Regions from separate parts of the Mus musculus genome. Here regions 2, 3, 4 and 5 are each linked to region 1. The links are chromatin contacts, called in public Hi-C, HiChIP or PLAC-seq and promoter capture Hi-C maps. All regions are on one chromosome and are shown on one strand. The core of a region is the stretch at or near the end of the contact, and the rest is flanking DNA. Distances in the headings are between cores, read along the strand shown. Region 1 holds the start of Slc25a29 (solute carrier family 25 (mitochondrial carrier, palmitoylcarnitine transporter), member 29). Region 2 holds the start of Meg3 (maternally expressed 3). Region 3 has its middle 12 kb from the start of Dlk1. Region 4 has its middle 59 kb from the start of Dlk1. Region 5 holds the start of Hhipl1 (hedgehog interacting protein-like 1).

Region 1 (2,876 bases), core at 279-2,778:
CCACTCCACGCCCCATTTCTTTCCTTACTAGATGATGAATCTTACTCTGTTGGTGACCTCCACCTCTATTCAGCTGAAACCTCAGACGTGCATGAAGTCAGTGCTTGACTTCACGTAGTTGGGCACTCTCTACACACCCTGGGTGAGAATGCAGACCAGGCTGGAGACAGGGCACATGACCACCCTGAGACAGGCTGGTTGAAGACAGATGGGTATCCCAGGCAGGGAGGGCCTACTTGAGCAAGTGCCCATGGGCTTGTGGGACAGTGGGGGTGCTCAAAGTCTCTATGCAAGCCTGGCCTCAGGGTGAATATATGCTCCCCAGATCAACTGTATATCCCAGGCTACAAATGGAGGTAACTCTGGCCCTGGGGAAACTGCAGTACAAGGGGGTCTTGGCCACGGCAGGAGTCCTGGCCATTGAAGATGCCCTCACCTGCCCTGTTACAGCTGGGGCTAGCATGGGGCTCTTTCTGGGTCTCTAATTCTCCACCTGCTTGTGGAAATCTCTGTGGCCTTCCCACAGCTTACAGAAGAAAGACTTGGTGACAGTCTGGTGGTTCTCAAGCACCTAGAGGGTACGTCACTGCTCAGGGAAGGCATTCTGCCAGACAGCAATGTTCTCCATCCAGGAAGAAGCAAGCACGGATTAAGCACCTAAGGCCAACTCCAGCCTATCACTGTTCCAGGAGAGACCTTTCCGGGTAGGGCTATGAAGGATGAAGACAGCAGGACAGGTGGATGAGGAGCCAGGTCTGGGCCTCAGAGCTGAACATATAACCAGCCAGACCACTACCACCTCAGTCGATTCACCTGGAATCCCAGCGGCTAAACCAGGCTCTATTTAATACTTAGTAAATAAACTAATCCTCTAGGCAAAAGGAAAGGCACTAAACGTTCAACAGGTCCGCACGGTAGTGTCATGGGCAGACCTAGCCTGCTCTCAGCTTCGAGCGCTCTTCAGTCAGGTTGACATGACCATTTATTTGACCACCCGGTGGACCGCCTCCTCCTCTCCTGAGCCCTCCAGCAGCTTAAAGCAATGCATGGGAAGTGCTGGGCGCCTGGGGTCGGGCCAGCCTTCTAGGAGGTCGCGCGGTGTCACCAGCCTCGCTCAGACAGCTGCGGGAAGGGATCAGTAGGCTGCGCGCCCGCATCCTTCTGTTCTGTCCCTGCCTCCGGCCAAGCCGCGGTGCTGCCAGGATCCCCAGACCTTGCACTCAGTGCGCACGGAAGGGTCAAGAAGACACCTGTCGCCGCGTACCAGCCAGAACGCCCGCCTGGCATGCCGGTCATCTCCTTACCTCCGGCGCATCCAGCCAGGAAGTCGAGCGCCATGGCCCGGCCCGGCGAGCCGGCTGTGTCTTACTACTCCTCGGGCCCGGCCCGCGGTTGGCCGTCGCGACTCCTGCTATCTGGCCTCCGGGCGCGCAGCCGGGTCGGGGAGGCGACTGGATGGCGACTCCTAGAAAAGCACTCCCCTGGCGTCCAGCTTGCCGGGCCTCACCTCGCACCGCTCGCACCGCCCCGTCGGCCTCAGCCCCCGCGGGGGCAGAGCGCAACCAATCGGTAAGCGAGGCACGGACACACCCCGTGCTCCGGGTGCCGCCGCCAAGTCTCATTGGCTGGGCGCGCCTGGAAGGTGTGGCCTCGGGCGCGGCGGGCGGGGGTGCCTCCCGGCTCAGTAGACAAAGACTGTGCTTCTCGGGCCCGCCCGCACGGCGCAAGGAAGGGGCAGTGCGGTGGGCACACTGCACACTGGAGCCCAGAACCTCCCAACCGCACGGTCCGAAGGGCGGCGCTCGATCTGCTTCAATCCTCGGACCCCTCACGGTATTTGGATGCGACTCTCCTGCTCAACCTCATCGTCCTTGCCTGTGTCAAGAGGACACAGTGGCGAGTGCACACGTGGAACGCCGCGACTCTCCCAAGGCCTACTTTGGTCTTGGACTCAGCTTGCTGGGAAAGTTCGAGAACGACCGCCCACTTGGAGGGGCCTCTGAGGCCCCGGATCTTCTTAAGCGAACGCGCAGGAGTACTGAGGACCCAGTGCACCCAGGCAGAGACAGGGACTTGAGTTTGAAGGACGTAGAAACGTTTTCAAACAGAAGGGGCCTGTGGATGGGGCCTGAGGATGGAAGGGTGCCGCCAAGCCCGACGTGTTCCTGGGAGCCGCCAGCAGGCCAGATCAGGGGCGCGGGCATCTGACTGCAGCTCTGGGCCTTGGGACAGGGTGAGCTAGGTGCAGGACAAGGAGCAAGCAGATATTCCAGGCTTGGAGAGCATTAAAGTTGAGGTGGGCTAAGAACCCGACGCGCCGCCCCCCACCCCCCCAGTTGCTGGTAATATCTACAACAGCAAGGAGTCTGGAAGCAAGTCCAAGTGATGGATACAGCCATCACTTACCGGGCCTCTGCTGGTCGTGACTTTCTTTTAAGCTGAGAGTGGAGTAACAGACTCCTGTGGTTACTCGAACTCTGCTCTTGCCTCTCCCCTCCCTAAACTGGGCGCGGAGTTGTGGGATGGCAGATCTGATGGAGGGGCAGCTCTGAGACCAGGGACCCCAGTGTTGTTTGAGAGGTGGTGTTTATCCTTGGAATTGAATGGACCCTTCGTGAAGCCGACACCCAAGTCCAGGCCTGCTGACCCCTAGTCCAGTGCTTGTGGTGGCTACTGGGCCCTGAACTAGGGGTCTGGAGACCTGGGTTTGATCTCCACAGGCTTTGAGTCATCTGGATGCCTTCTAAAGGCAGGTGGTAAGAGGAAGAAGGAAGTACACACTGGAACTGGGGTGATTGTAGGATCCCTCCTGAGGCCTTTGCCATTAACCCCAGCAATCCTCCTGCAGGGACACAGCCATAAGAATACCCTGGGGT
Region 2 (2,876 bases), core at 260-2,759, 710 kb after region 1:
GGGGCTCTTTGCAAAAATGGGGTGTTTTCTTTCTCTCCCAGTATCTGACACATTCAGAAAGCTCTTTTTGATGCCCCCAAAGCCCTAAACCTTCATTTTCACCCTCCGAAGTGCATCGGTTCCTACCTTAACAACGCCCCCACCCCTGAAAAGGCCTGAGTCACCTCGCCGGCAAGCTGCTGATCGGTAACCCTGGGCTCAGCGGTGGCTTTTCTCAGTGCCTCTCAGCCCCAGGACCCGAGTCACAGTGGCATCCTAGGCTTGCTGGCCATAGGGGGCTTACGCGAAAGCAGCTGCAGAGGCGTAAATAAGGCGGCGGCGGGGGGGTGGGGGTGGGGGGCTCTTCCAGCTTCATGTCCTCCACAGGGCCTCTGACTTTCCTTTTAGGGTCTCAATCATTCTCGCTCCTTTTCTGTCACCAGACGCTTCTTCTTTGGACTCACAGTTGCCACCCACCTGTCACCCCAAGATAGATCCTTCGTCCCTTTCAACAGCATTCTGACCTTTTCGAGAGGACATTTGATGGACATGTTGCCCCCTTTGCCACTTAGGGTAGGCAGAGCAGCCGGAGGTACCACCTGTTAAGGATTAGCTCTCCTGTGCCAAGTCTCAGAGCGTCCGCAGCCAGCAGCTACGCACCATAGCAACATGTGTCTGCTTGGGCTGCGGAGAGGGGGGGGCGCCCTTCAAAGTGTGGGGAATCAGCCCGATTTGGGGGTGTACTCTAAGCATTACCACAGGGACCCCATTTTCACTAATTAAGTACTTTTCTTAGGGGGCACAGTTGCGCCTATATTCACAGTACACTCCGGGTTGCTGGGTACCCCTGTAACGGGCAGAAATGGGTCCTTGGGAAAGGGCGGAATAGCGCAAGGTTTTTGGTGCACAGGTTGTATCTTCTGTAAAGCCTGGGACTCAAAATCAAGGTCCTTTTGCCTCAACAATGCCAAATTCCCCGTATCAAGATAGTCCGTCAGAATCGGGGTACCCTATGTGGGGGTGACAGCCTCCAGGCTAACATTTGGGAATCAATTATTTTATCTGGGATTTTTATTAAAAATTTCCAGTGCAATTAGGAAAAAACAACGCTCTCCTTTCCTAAGCCGGAGCCCCTGACTGATGTTCTGAGAAACCCAGGCAAGCCATCTGCCGATCCCCGGTACCCCACCTTTATCCTTGGTCGCCTGAGAACAATCACCAGTTGGGGTTATTTCCCCCCAGTTTCTGTCTACAAATCGCCCTTCCATCCACAACTAGGGCTCATGTAGGGAAAAATCACCAGCGACCACAGGGTGTTGGTCATGGCGGCCAGGGGCACTGCGGCAGATTTTTTTTTCCTTCGTTCTTTGCTGCAGTCTGGGTGCGGCTACAGCAATTTGTCATAGAATCTGGGGGGCTCATTTTTCCGGCCAATCACTTTTAGAGAAATGAGCGCATTGCAGCAGAATGCGCTGACGTCAAAGACCACCCCTTCTGCGCCTTTATATAAACCCCACCCAGCCAGCCCCTAGCACAGAAGACGAAGAGCTGGAATAGAGCTCGCCTCGGCTCTGCTGGCCTTGGCTGCAGCTCTTCCAGAAACCCGGGGCGCCCACAGAAGAATCTCTTACCTGGTGAGTGGTTAGCCATCCTTTGCCTGAAAGGATGTGCAAAAATGAAGACGACATCACTATCTGGCTTCGGCTCCGTCCTCCTGGACATGCCGAAAGGCCAGTGCTGGGGACCTTCTCCCAAAGCCAGCCCCTTAGCCTGGTCCCCAGCATCCAACACGAAATTCTGCAAGGAAAAGAATCCTCAGGCACATTTTTCTCGCGGGTGTGGGGGGGTCCGGTCCACTAGGGCTTTTTTTCTCACTAGTGTGGGCAGCGCGGTAGAGACCCTGATTAAGAAAAGCAGCAATAATGAGATATTCCGCCCCCAAATCCAGTGTATTTTTGTTTCTGGGGTCTAAAAACCTGGTTTTGGTGGCTGAAAGCCCCCCTTAGAATCGCATTAATGGTGAGAGACATGGCGGCGATGCATCATCCCGCAAGCCCCATAAAATGGGGGGGGGGTACCTGAAAAGGGGGGTCTCGAGCCATCTTTTTCTCCTAGCCAGGTTCTCGGCGGAACGTGGGCGTAAGATTTAGAGGTTCATGTTGACCAGCAATTCTGAATCCAGATACTCGGGTTTAGTATAGACCTAACCTCGGGCAAAATATAGTGGGAAAAAAAATGTAACCATTACTAGCCGTTTCCTGACGCAGCTACTTTAACAGCGGAAAGAGAGGGCGTCAAAGGCAAATCTAGCCGGAGACCCCCAGATCACAGAGAAGGCTGCGGAACCGGGGGGCAAAGGCAGAATAGATGTGGGGGGTGGGCTAGGGTAGAAAAAACCCCACGTCCTTGCGTCTCATAGGAAGGAAAAGATAAAATGCAGAAAAGGGGGTGTGTGGAGGTGTGGGGGGTGATCTGAGTGCTGGAAATTTGGAGGCAGGGTTCTTTTTGGCATTGCGCATGATGGCTGCGGCTAGATTCTGACGTGTTGAAGGCTTTTGACTTTTGGTAAATCACCTTTTGCCGTTTCCTTTGTCCCCGTGAAGCCCCCCCTGGCCGCCCCCTCCTCATTCTGGGCTGGCTGGCTGAGGGGGGGGGCAGCCTGAGGGCTGCGACGTGGCAGGTTTCTAGAATGTTCTATTGATGGCCGCAAGAGGGCGCTGGTGGCACTGCGGAATTTTGGGGGGCGGGGTGGGGAGGGAAGAGGAGGTGGCCTTTGTTCTCCTGCAGGAGGGGGTCGGGAGCGAGATGGGTTGCGGGACCATGGGTTCATTTACCTATGGGGAAATGTTAGTAGATACCTGGATTCACTAAGGTGCGCTTGCAGGACTTACAATAGG
Region 3 (2,876 bases), core at 178-2,677, 610 kb after region 1:
CAGGCAGATGTGGAACCTGGGAACACGGCCAAGGCTTTGTTCCGGACAGTCTTCTCTATCATAAGCAGAACTAAGGAGCAGACAGGAGCAGAGAAGCTCCGAGATAATTTGGGGCTCCAGGGTACCCACAAGCAACCCACTAGCCAATCATGGTCAGGACATCCCAAGCAGGTGGCCTGGCTGCCCCCACCCTTGAGAGAGGCTCTGTCACCCTGAGGCTCAATGGCTACATTCCATGGTTGTAATAAGGACAATTTGGGCAGGTAGTGGTAACATACTCCCTTGTCCTTCTGTTTCAGGCTCTCCCTGTGGCCCACCCTCCCCCAACCCTTTCGAGGGGCTATGGGCATATAGTGCCTTAGCCTCCTCTTTCAGAGATCCATGGAATGAATATGTGACAACTGTTCAATCAAAGTCCTCGAAACTGAGTACTGGGGTGCCTGACTACAAATGGGAAGTCAAGTGGCTATGGAGTCCTTGGAGTGGGAGGCAGACAGTTGTGGCACCCTTCAGATCACATGGAAAGGGTGACCACCTCCTTCAGTTTCTCGGCAACCCAATCCTGCCTGAGGAAGAGCAGTATTTAAACACCCACTGTTGCTCTCTGGGCCAATCTGTAGCTTTACTCTAGGAACCTCCCCAGTGAAAGAGAGAGTCTCATTTTCCCTAAGGAACAGCCAGGATTGTGTCTGTAGCCTTGGCAGGATAAGGACAGGGAGGTGACAGATCCTGTCTAGACCTGGCCATGATGGTAGAAGATCTGTCAATAAAGAGTTGTGCCCCCCCCACACACACTCTTCTTAGATGAGGGGAGAATAGAGGCATTGCTTCTTCTCATAGTCAGCCCAGACAGGAGGATAGGGATGGATAGACAAACAGACTGTCTGCCCAAGGTCCTTGGTGAAGGAAGCATTGGGGAAGAACAAGGGTCTTATGGGACTAGGAGATGGAAGGCATGAGCAAGCAGGTGGTATTTAGGGGCATAGGTAGAGACAGGACAGTCCCTGCAAGATCCCCAATGTGTGGCAGAGCCAAGTACATATGGAGGGGACCCTCTGGAGGGCATGCAGCGGGGTCTGGGATGAAGTTGGGCTACAGAAAAGCATAGAAGTCTCTAATACAGCTGCCAGGGGCCACGAAGTTCCTGGCTCCCTGGCCCTGCCACCCATCTGTCCCAACTCTGCAACTTCAGTGGCCACAGGAAGCACAGGCCTTCCCTGGCCTCAGAACCAGTCATGAGGTTTTTTTTCCTCAGAGTAGTGTTGTAGTTGAATCCCTTAACTGTCGGTTACTGCTCCCCACACAGACAGTTTATTAAAAACTGGGCCAAGTTAAAAATACTGGCATCGAGGAAGTACAGGCACCCCAAACTACCAGAAAGCCGCAGCTCCTCCCAGGGGAATCCCTGCCCACGGCCTGTGTGTAGCCCAGCTGGCAGGCAACCTGCCAGCTCCACGGAAGGGGACAGAACAGCCCCTCCCAGCTGCTCCAGCTCTGTTCTGCCTGAACTGAACACCAGCCTGGGACCAGGCCCGGCACCCCTGGGTGCTAAAGAGGTCTGGACTGGGGCCAGATGGAACCCCTCCCCACCTTGAAGTGAAGGCAGGGTTAAACACATTCACATACCCACCCGCCACCCATTTCTTAGCACTGAGATCCACTCCAGGGATAAGGAACAGGACTCTGTAGAGAAGTCCCTAGAAGGGGGTCCTGTCTGGCATGGGAGGGACTGAGGGGTAGCTACCAGATGAGACTCTCTGGTAGCCCCAAAAAGACCCCTTTGATGGTCACAACAAGAGAGATATACCTTTCCTGTAGAGTGAGTATTCTCCCTAGCTCTCCGCCCACACATTACACACTAAATCAACAAATGCTCTCTGGGCCCCAACGGTGTGTCCAGGATACAGATGAGAACCGGGCACCAGCTAGATCTTTCAGAGGCTCTGGATACTTCCCAGTGCGCAAAGTGGCTCACTAGCCTCCGAGGCAGAGCGTGACAAACGCCAGGTTCTGTGTAAATAAAATCAATGCGAAACCACTTTGAAAGTTAAAAGCACAATTAACGCCCAAGTGTGCCTACTACAAGGCCAGTGGCAGAGAGTATCCAACAGGCTGGGCTCCGCAGCATGGCTGTTCTCTTTGCCAGTGGCACCAGAGGACAGATGGAAGGGGCTCACGGTACATTGACTCACTGCCCGTGTCGTTCCCCCCCACCCCCAGCCCCTCCTCACCCCTGCAAATGCTGCAGACTCAATTAAAGAGCTCGTGGAAGTGTCGGTTCAAATCCTAGTCTCCCTAACTCGCCAGAAACTCTCAGAGGAGCAGGCTGCATTTGCCTCATTCAATTAATCATGTAGGTGCTGGATCATCACCTGCAGCCTCTTCAGCCCACAAACACCCTTGGGTCCCTCTTACAGTTAAGTGAAGGCCTAGGCTCCCACGCACGCACTCACTTAGACATTAAACTGTGCATAGTCTCTGCATCCTGGAGCCCTTGGCTACCTGTCTCCATCTTTTGCTTTTTTCCCTGTGGCCACAGTTGGTCCTCTCCTTTTCTGCATCTCCCTACAGTCCCAATCACACAGCGTCTATGTTTTCATTTTCTTAATCGATGTCCCTACGACATTGGGGACCTACGAGGAGTGCCTCCTTCACTCTCTCTGGGTGTCTGGAGTCCCGTTGGGTTTTTTTGGTTTGTTTGTTTGTTTGTTTGTTTGTTTGTTTTTTCATGAAAAGGATTGAAGAAGGGTGCTTAGGGACACCAGGCAAGGAGCCAGTCGTATGAGCGGCTGACACTTGGCCAAAACGGAGACTGGAACACAGTCGTTAAGGGCACTTGATGCTTTTGCAGTTCTTGGTTCAGTTCCCAGCACCCG
Region 4 (2,876 bases), core at 151-2,650, 560 kb after region 1:
CTTTTGAGAGTGACTAAGGGGCTACATTTGAAGCCCACAGCTCACCCTACCCCTCAAGGGAAGCTAAGTCAACCAGCCTGGATCTGAAGAACCAGGGAGGCTCGAAGTTGCCCTGCTAGCCCCTGGGTGACCTGTCTGCAGGCCACAGGCTGTCCTAGTGTGCTGTGCTAGTTTAAACTTCCAGAAACCTCTTTTTAAGCTTCCAGAAAGAAGGAGGGAGGTAGGGAAGGCGTTGTTTTCGTGCCTCTCGCTTCATTTGCATGAGGTGAAAAATGTTTCCATAGAAACAACCAGAGTCTGTAATTTTTGAATAACGATTTCTGTGCCAAGCACAACCTGTCTTGTCTGGATGGGGAATTAAGTCTCACAGCGTTTCCCCATAACAATGGTAAAGTTGCCCCAGCTGGTAGAAGATAGAAAGAGGGTAGTCTGAGCCCCAAGACCCGACCTGCTCAGCTTCAGTTTCCCCCTCTTGTGAAATGCGTCGAGTAAAGACAAGATCTGAACCATACTGAGCAAACCCTCAGCATCTCCGGGATGGTACAAAGACTGGGTCTCTGGGTCTCCTGGTCCCCAGTCTTGAGTGGCCCCCAGAAAGCCTAAACAGCATTCTCATAAGTTTTTCAGAGGGGCGATAGCAGAGGGCTGTGCATCTCCGACCCTCTGGACTACGGAGGAGCATTCTGCCTGCCCCGCGCTCACAGCCAACTGCAAGCCTCCTCTGCGGACATCCCCTGCCGGCTGCCCAGCCCCGCTCACCCAAGCGAAGGAAGCGGCCTCGCCTGACCGCCTCTGCCCCCTGGTGGCCTGAGGGCACCACGCAGCCACTCACCCCCAGGCCCAGAGGACTGCATGGCTACCTCAGGCCCCACTGGAGATATCCTCTCTCTGGGAGCTTTGAGGAGGCCACCACAGCCACAGCAAAGCTCTGAGAGGGACCCCAGAATCGAGGACCGCTAGCTCTCCTCTCCCAGTCTCAGCGCAGGCGACCCTCACACATGATTTGATGGAGGGGCATCCTGCAGAACCCCACATTGCCAACATCCTCTGAGAGTCTCTTTCAGGATCTCAGTGTGGAGAGCTTAAAACAGAGCAAACTGAAGACTACAGACTGTAAGGGGGCAGGGGACAGGACTCTTCTGCTCCCCTATATTGCAAATGGAGACACTGAAGACCTGAGAGAGACCGGCATGTTTATCCAGGGACCCTGCGTGTTCCAGCCATCCCGAGGCCACTTCTGTGGTCCATCTTCTATGCTTGCTGTCTGCAGACAGCAATCAGAGGCACCGTCCTTGTTGTCAGGGGCTGCCTTTATTTATCCTCATTTAACCGTGGGTTGGAATATTGTGCTGGGACTGAGCTGAGCCGCAGACATGCTCGGCGTCTGCCTGGCTTAATTATAGCCCCAGGGGCTGGGAGCAATGAGCCACGCGCCTCCCGCTCCAAGGCAGCAAGCTGGTCTTCAGATGTCCTTCCCTTCTCTCTCTTTAAATACCAGTGTGATGTGTCCCTGGTTACACTCTAATGATGGCCTGCTGGAGACTGACCTTCTGTGGCTGGAACATGTGCCATTGTCTCCAGGTTATGGGTAGGGGTCAGTGATGAACAATGAGGTGGGGAGACATTGTTCAGAAGATCCCAGAGAGCACCTGGCACAGTCCTCCTGCCACTGAGGATGGGGCCAAGACAGAGCAGAGATGGGCTAACAGTGTCTCCGAGGGCTGTCCATCCCCCACCCCACCCCCAAATGCTGTGATGTGTGTCACCTGGATGTCATCCACCAGTACAGGGAAAAGACTAAAGATGGGAGAATCACGGCCTTCCAGCTCAGGCCTCAAATACAGCAGGACAGCTGTCAGTCACAGATGGCCTGGGAAAGCCAGAAGAGACTTTGAGGGACACAAAGGTGGGGCCTATGCTACACCACTATGGTGTAGCCCAGAAGCCACTAGTGGGCGGGTGCCATGTCTATCCATCTTTGAGGGTACCACGGTGCCAACTAAAAGCCAGTGGAGGTCTGGAGATGAGGCTCTGTTGGTAGAGTGCTTGCCTAGGATGCTGGAGGCTCTGGGTTTGAGTCACAGCACCACAGAAGGATGCTTGTAACCTCAGCACTTAGGAGATGGAGATGGAAGAACCCAGGATTCACAGTCCCTCTTAGCTATACAGTGTGTTCAAGGCTAGCCTGGGCTAAAAGGAAACTTTGTTTCCAAAATAAACAAGCAACCCCACAAAAGTCAAAGCAGTGTGTCTGCAAAAGCGGCAGCTGGCATGGAGGAAGCTGTTCTCCTCCTTCTTGGAGTCTCAGGATCCAGTGTTGCCCCACCATGGGGTGCAGTGGTGGGGTGAAGGGCACCCTAGTACACCCAGCTCTTCACTGGCTACAGACTGCTGAGGGAAGAGGAGCTGCCCATGTTTTAGAGCTACCTCACTTGCTGATGCCTTTGTCTGGTCCTTTGGGGAAACCCCTATGGGTGTTTGCTGTGGGGGTCAAAGTGACATGAAAAGGTGGGCGGGCCATAACCCTGAAGCTTATTTTTAGAGAGAGAAAGAGAGACACAGAGAGAGAGATTTGTTGTATACATGTGGAGGGAGGCATGTGGGAGTGAAGTGCCTCAGGAGGCCAGAGGCGTCAGATCCCCTAGAGATGGCGCTACAGGCTGCTGTGCCTCCCAACCTGGTGCTGGAATTGAACTCATGTTCTGTGCGAGAGCAGTATACAGTCTTAACTGCTGGGCCACCTCTGAAGACAAAGACACTTCTTGGTGCACCTTAGTCCTCCCTATACTCTGAGGTAGACTCGGGTATGTGGGAGCAGATGGCCACCCAGAGCCACCTGCTAAGGAATGATACCTTATAATCAGGAAGACCCCACG
Region 5 (2,876 bases), core at 279-2,778, 530 kb before region 1:
CCTTTCTCCTGGAGAGTAAACCTGCTTTAGGGTCCTGACAGCCCCGCTTCCCTCTGCCCACCAGAACCATCAGGGGGCTTTGTTGGCCCTTCTCTGAGACCCTGGCAGGGTTCCTGGAGGTAAACTTGCAAGAGCTTAACCCCAAGACTGTGACACCCCTGGTTTCTCACTCTTATGCACATCTAGCCTCCAAGAATTTTCCCAAATGGTCTGCTACCGGTACCTTAATCTGGCTACCAGTCTGGGACAAGGACACAGTGACCAGGGGCTCTACTGTTGCCTGGCACTTTGTGTAGTCACTCAACTCCCGAGCTAAGGCTTTTCAGACTCCCATTCAGCTATGATCGGTTAAGCCTATAATAAACACTGCCTGGAATGGGGAGGAGGATGGAGTGGGATGTTCTTCCCCTGCTGTCTGTCCCCAACTATCTGACAGTGCCATCTCCCTGTCTCCCCCTCTCCCCCCTCGAGGGTCCAGCTGCAGCGGTTGGCCATAGCTTTTCTAACCACCTCCAACCATTCAGGGACTTTGTGGACCAACTGCTGCAACTACAAAACTCCGTGCTGTCTCATCGTCCCATGTGGATTCTCATCCTTGACGTCAGTTACACGTGCTTGCCCTTAAAGACTTAGAGATGAGATGTTTGCTCTTATATGGGGACTTTGACTCATAGCTGGCCCCCACCCCTACCCCATTTCAGGCTCCAACCACAGCCCTGTGGAATCTAAGCAACCCCAACCGCACTCAGCAACTGTGGCAGACTGACTGATACAGGGCTGTTCAAAGAGACAGCAGCAAGTGGGTATCATGTGAAGGCCACGTGGGAGTGTGCGTGACAGAACTGATGGAAAGAGTATTCCAGGAAGAAGCCGGTTCTGGGGTCTTCATAGACAAGTGCTAGGGGCTTTGACATGGTGGAATTCTGAGCCCATGGGATAGTGTCTATGTTCACTCTTGGGGTAAAGTTGAGACAAGAGATGCAGGAGGAGAGATGACGGACGAACAACCATCTAGGAGACACACCCATTAGGGCTTCCCACAGAACCCCACGGGTTCTGGGCTACGGGTAGAGAGTTCCACGGCCAGGGGAGGACAGAAGCCCTGGCAGGGCCAAAGATGGACTGACTGTGCGGTTGCGCCTGTTCCCTCCCACCCCCAGGCTCATGCTTCACTTCTTGTGAGGTCCCAGGCAACACCACCTGTCTTTTATGCCACACCTCCACATTTAAACACTGCTAAAGATCCTGTCTGGCTCAGTGGGAGGTGGGACCTAGGAGTCCCTGACTTGGGCTTTGGGGTTTCGTCTACTTGGCGGCTAGCGAGCACCTGAGAGAAGTGGAACTGTGAAACTGGGCAACCGGGGCTTCCCAGACGCCAGGTTTGGAAAGGCTGGGGCCAGAAGGAGGGGGCTGCCCGCAGAGGGGAGCTGCAGAGTGCCGTGATCCTCCAATCCTGCAGAGTGCTCCCAAGCAGAGGTGACCTCCAGCGAGGGGAGTCCCTGGACCCTAGGCCTGTAGGGCGAATCCACCGGTTTCCCGGTGATCTCCCGGGAGGGTGCAAGCAAGGCTGGAGGCGGGCGCTCAGGGCGCGGCCAGTGGCTCCTGGGGGGCGCATCGGCGGGGCTGGCTGGCCGGCCTTTGGCTGCTATTTCTGCAGACTGCCAGGAGAATGGCGGGACGGAGGGCTGTGGCCCGGATCGGGCCCGGGGCGCTGCTGGTTCTGCGCGCTCTGCTGGCCGCCGCGCACCCGCAGTGCTTGGACTTCAGGCCGCCCTTCCGGCCGCCGCAGCCGCTGAGCTTCTGCGCGCAGTACTCCGCCTTCGGCTGCTGCACCGCGGAGCAGGACGCGGCGCTGGCCCGGCGCTTCCGGGTCCTGGAGACCCGCATGGATGCCGGGGTGTGGGCGACGTGTGCCGGCTACGCTCTGGACCTGCTGTGCCAGGTGAGCGGGTGCACGGAGGCACGTGGAACACTAGTCGCTGGCGGCGGGGGCGGGGGCGGAGCAGGAATGGCATCCCCAGAAGGGCGATACTCAGGAGTGGGTCCCAGACTTGGAGGGGAATGACGACCCTACAGGCATGAGACTTAGGAATGGATCCTGAACTTTGGAGGTGATGGCAACCACAGGGGCAAGGGTCGGGAGCGGGTACCAGACTTTGGAGCTTGGGGGGTCCAAGAGGGAGTGACTTGGTATCAGGCGGGAAGACCTGGCTAGCTAGCTCTTGTCATTCATTTGCTTTGCAAAGATGTTGGGCTTTTTTTTTTTTTTTCCCTCGAGACAGGGTTTCTCTGTGTAGCCCTGGCTGTCCTGGAACTCACTCTGTAGACCAGGCTGGCCTTGAACTCAGAAATCCGCCTGCCTCTGTCTCCCAAGTGCTGGGAGACAGAGGCAACACCACTGCCCTGCTGATGTTGGGCCTTTTAGGAGCCTCAGTTCCTCTTAGAGACTCAAGACTCCTATTCTCTGGGACACCCTGGAAGCTCCCGCCCCCTCCCCCCTCCTCCAGTGCCCCACTGCAGAGAGTCCTATCTCTGTCAGGTACCAGGATGAAGTCTTTGCTAAGTCTAGGAAGGCAGGATGGGAAGATATGTAGCCAAATCTGAGGCATGACTTTGTCAGCAGTCTGGGGACTGCTTATTCCGATGAGGACTCTTCCACAGGCAGACTGAAAGGAGTAGTCTGAGAGCCCATTCCTCAGGGCCAGGATGCTTAAAGCACCCACCTTTCTTTTCAGCTACTGGTCTCCTCACCTGGTAGAGTCTCTCCCCAGATGAGTTACTCTCATCTCTCCTCTGATAGTGAAGCCCTTACTTCGATCCACGCTGAACTATCGCTTCCCTTATGTCGATGCGGAGTATCCTGCCTGACTGATCTG

What was found. Promoter capture Hi-C pulls out the DNA fragments that hold promoters and counts their contacts. Hi-C and Micro-C count contacts between places; a contact is called where the count stands out from the background. HiChIP or PLAC-seq counts read pairs in DNA pulled down with a chosen protein or histone mark.
Region 2: an H3K4me3 HiChIP or PLAC-seq map of forebrain shows a contact between it and region 1, with 5 times the contacts expected there. The contact joins the promoter of Meg3 here to the promoter of Slc25a29 in region 1. A contact is called at or near these places in 2 of 39 promoter capture datasets (hippocampal neurons and liver) and 1 of 115 datasets of contacts at active chromatin or transcription factors (forebrain).
Region 3: a contact with region 1 is called in a FOXA1 HiChIP or PLAC-seq map of pancreatic cancer cells. The contact joins the enhancer-like site here to the promoter of Slc25a29 in region 1. A contact is called at or near these places in 3 of 39 promoter capture datasets (hippocampal neurons, liver and pre-B cells) and 4 of 115 datasets of contacts at active chromatin or transcription factors (embryonic stem cells, large pre-B cells, pancreatic cancer cells and 1 more).
Region 4: a contact with region 1 is called in a promoter capture Hi-C map of hippocampal neurons, with 2.8 times the contacts expected there. The contact joins the enhancer-like site here to the promoter of Slc25a29 in region 1. A contact is called at or near these places in 5 of 39 promoter capture datasets (cranial neural crest, hippocampal neurons, liver and 2 more), 3 of 115 datasets of contacts at active chromatin or transcription factors (bone marrow-derived macrophages, embryonic limb bud and pancreatic cancer cells) and 2 of 9 other capture datasets (adipose tissue and pancreatic islet).
Region 5: a Hi-C map of muscle stem cells shows a contact between it and region 1, with 4 times the contacts expected there. The contact joins the promoter of Hhipl1 here to the promoter of Slc25a29 in region 1. A contact is called at or near these places in 3 of 39 promoter capture datasets (cranial neural crest and liver), 1 of 484 Hi-C or Micro-C datasets (muscle stem cells) and 1 of 9 other capture datasets (adipose tissue).

Annotation. Positions count from the first base shown.
Region 1 is chr12:108,834,348-108,837,223 of GRCm38.p6, forward strand. It overlaps Slc25a29 (solute carrier family 25 (mitochondrial carrier, palmitoylcarnitine transporter), member 29), which reads right to left and starts at 1,529. Exons shown (of 4, transcript NM_181328.3): 1 at 1,305-1,529. The coding sequence starts at 1,338. It overlaps Mir345 (microRNA 345), which reads left to right and starts at 2,626; the gene lies at 2,626-2,721.
Region 2 is chr12:109,539,487-109,542,362 of GRCm38.p6, forward strand. It overlaps Meg3 (maternally expressed 3), which reads left to right and starts at 1,510. Exons shown (of 10, transcript NR_027652.1): 1 at 1,510-1,613. Gm34081 (a long non-coding RNA gene) reads right to left here and starts at 663. Exons shown (of 8, transcript XR_003950134.1): 1 at 127-663.
Region 3 is chr12:109,440,169-109,443,044 of GRCm38.p6, forward strand. No RefSeq gene overlaps it. Among named protein-coding and RNA genes, the nearest start is that of Dlk1, 12 kb to the right of the region's middle. Within about 2 kb of position 1,428, at least 68 of the 459 cell types and tissues checked have an H3K27ac peak or open chromatin away from gene starts, as enhancers often do. A contact at or near this core is called in pancreatic cancer cells and pro-B cells, where this site is marked.
Region 4 is chr12:109,393,216-109,396,091 of GRCm38.p6, forward strand. No RefSeq gene overlaps it. Among named protein-coding and RNA genes, the nearest start is that of Dlk1, 59 kb to the right of the region's middle. Within about 2 kb of position 1,401, at least 33 of the 459 cell types and tissues checked have an H3K27ac peak or open chromatin away from gene starts, as enhancers often do. A contact at or near this core is called in hippocampal neurons, where this site is marked.
Region 5 is chr12:108,304,742-108,307,617 of GRCm38.p6, forward strand. It overlaps Hhipl1 (hedgehog interacting protein-like 1), which reads left to right and starts at 1,529. Exons shown (of 9, transcript NM_001044380.1): 1 at 1,529-1,942. The coding sequence starts at 1,670.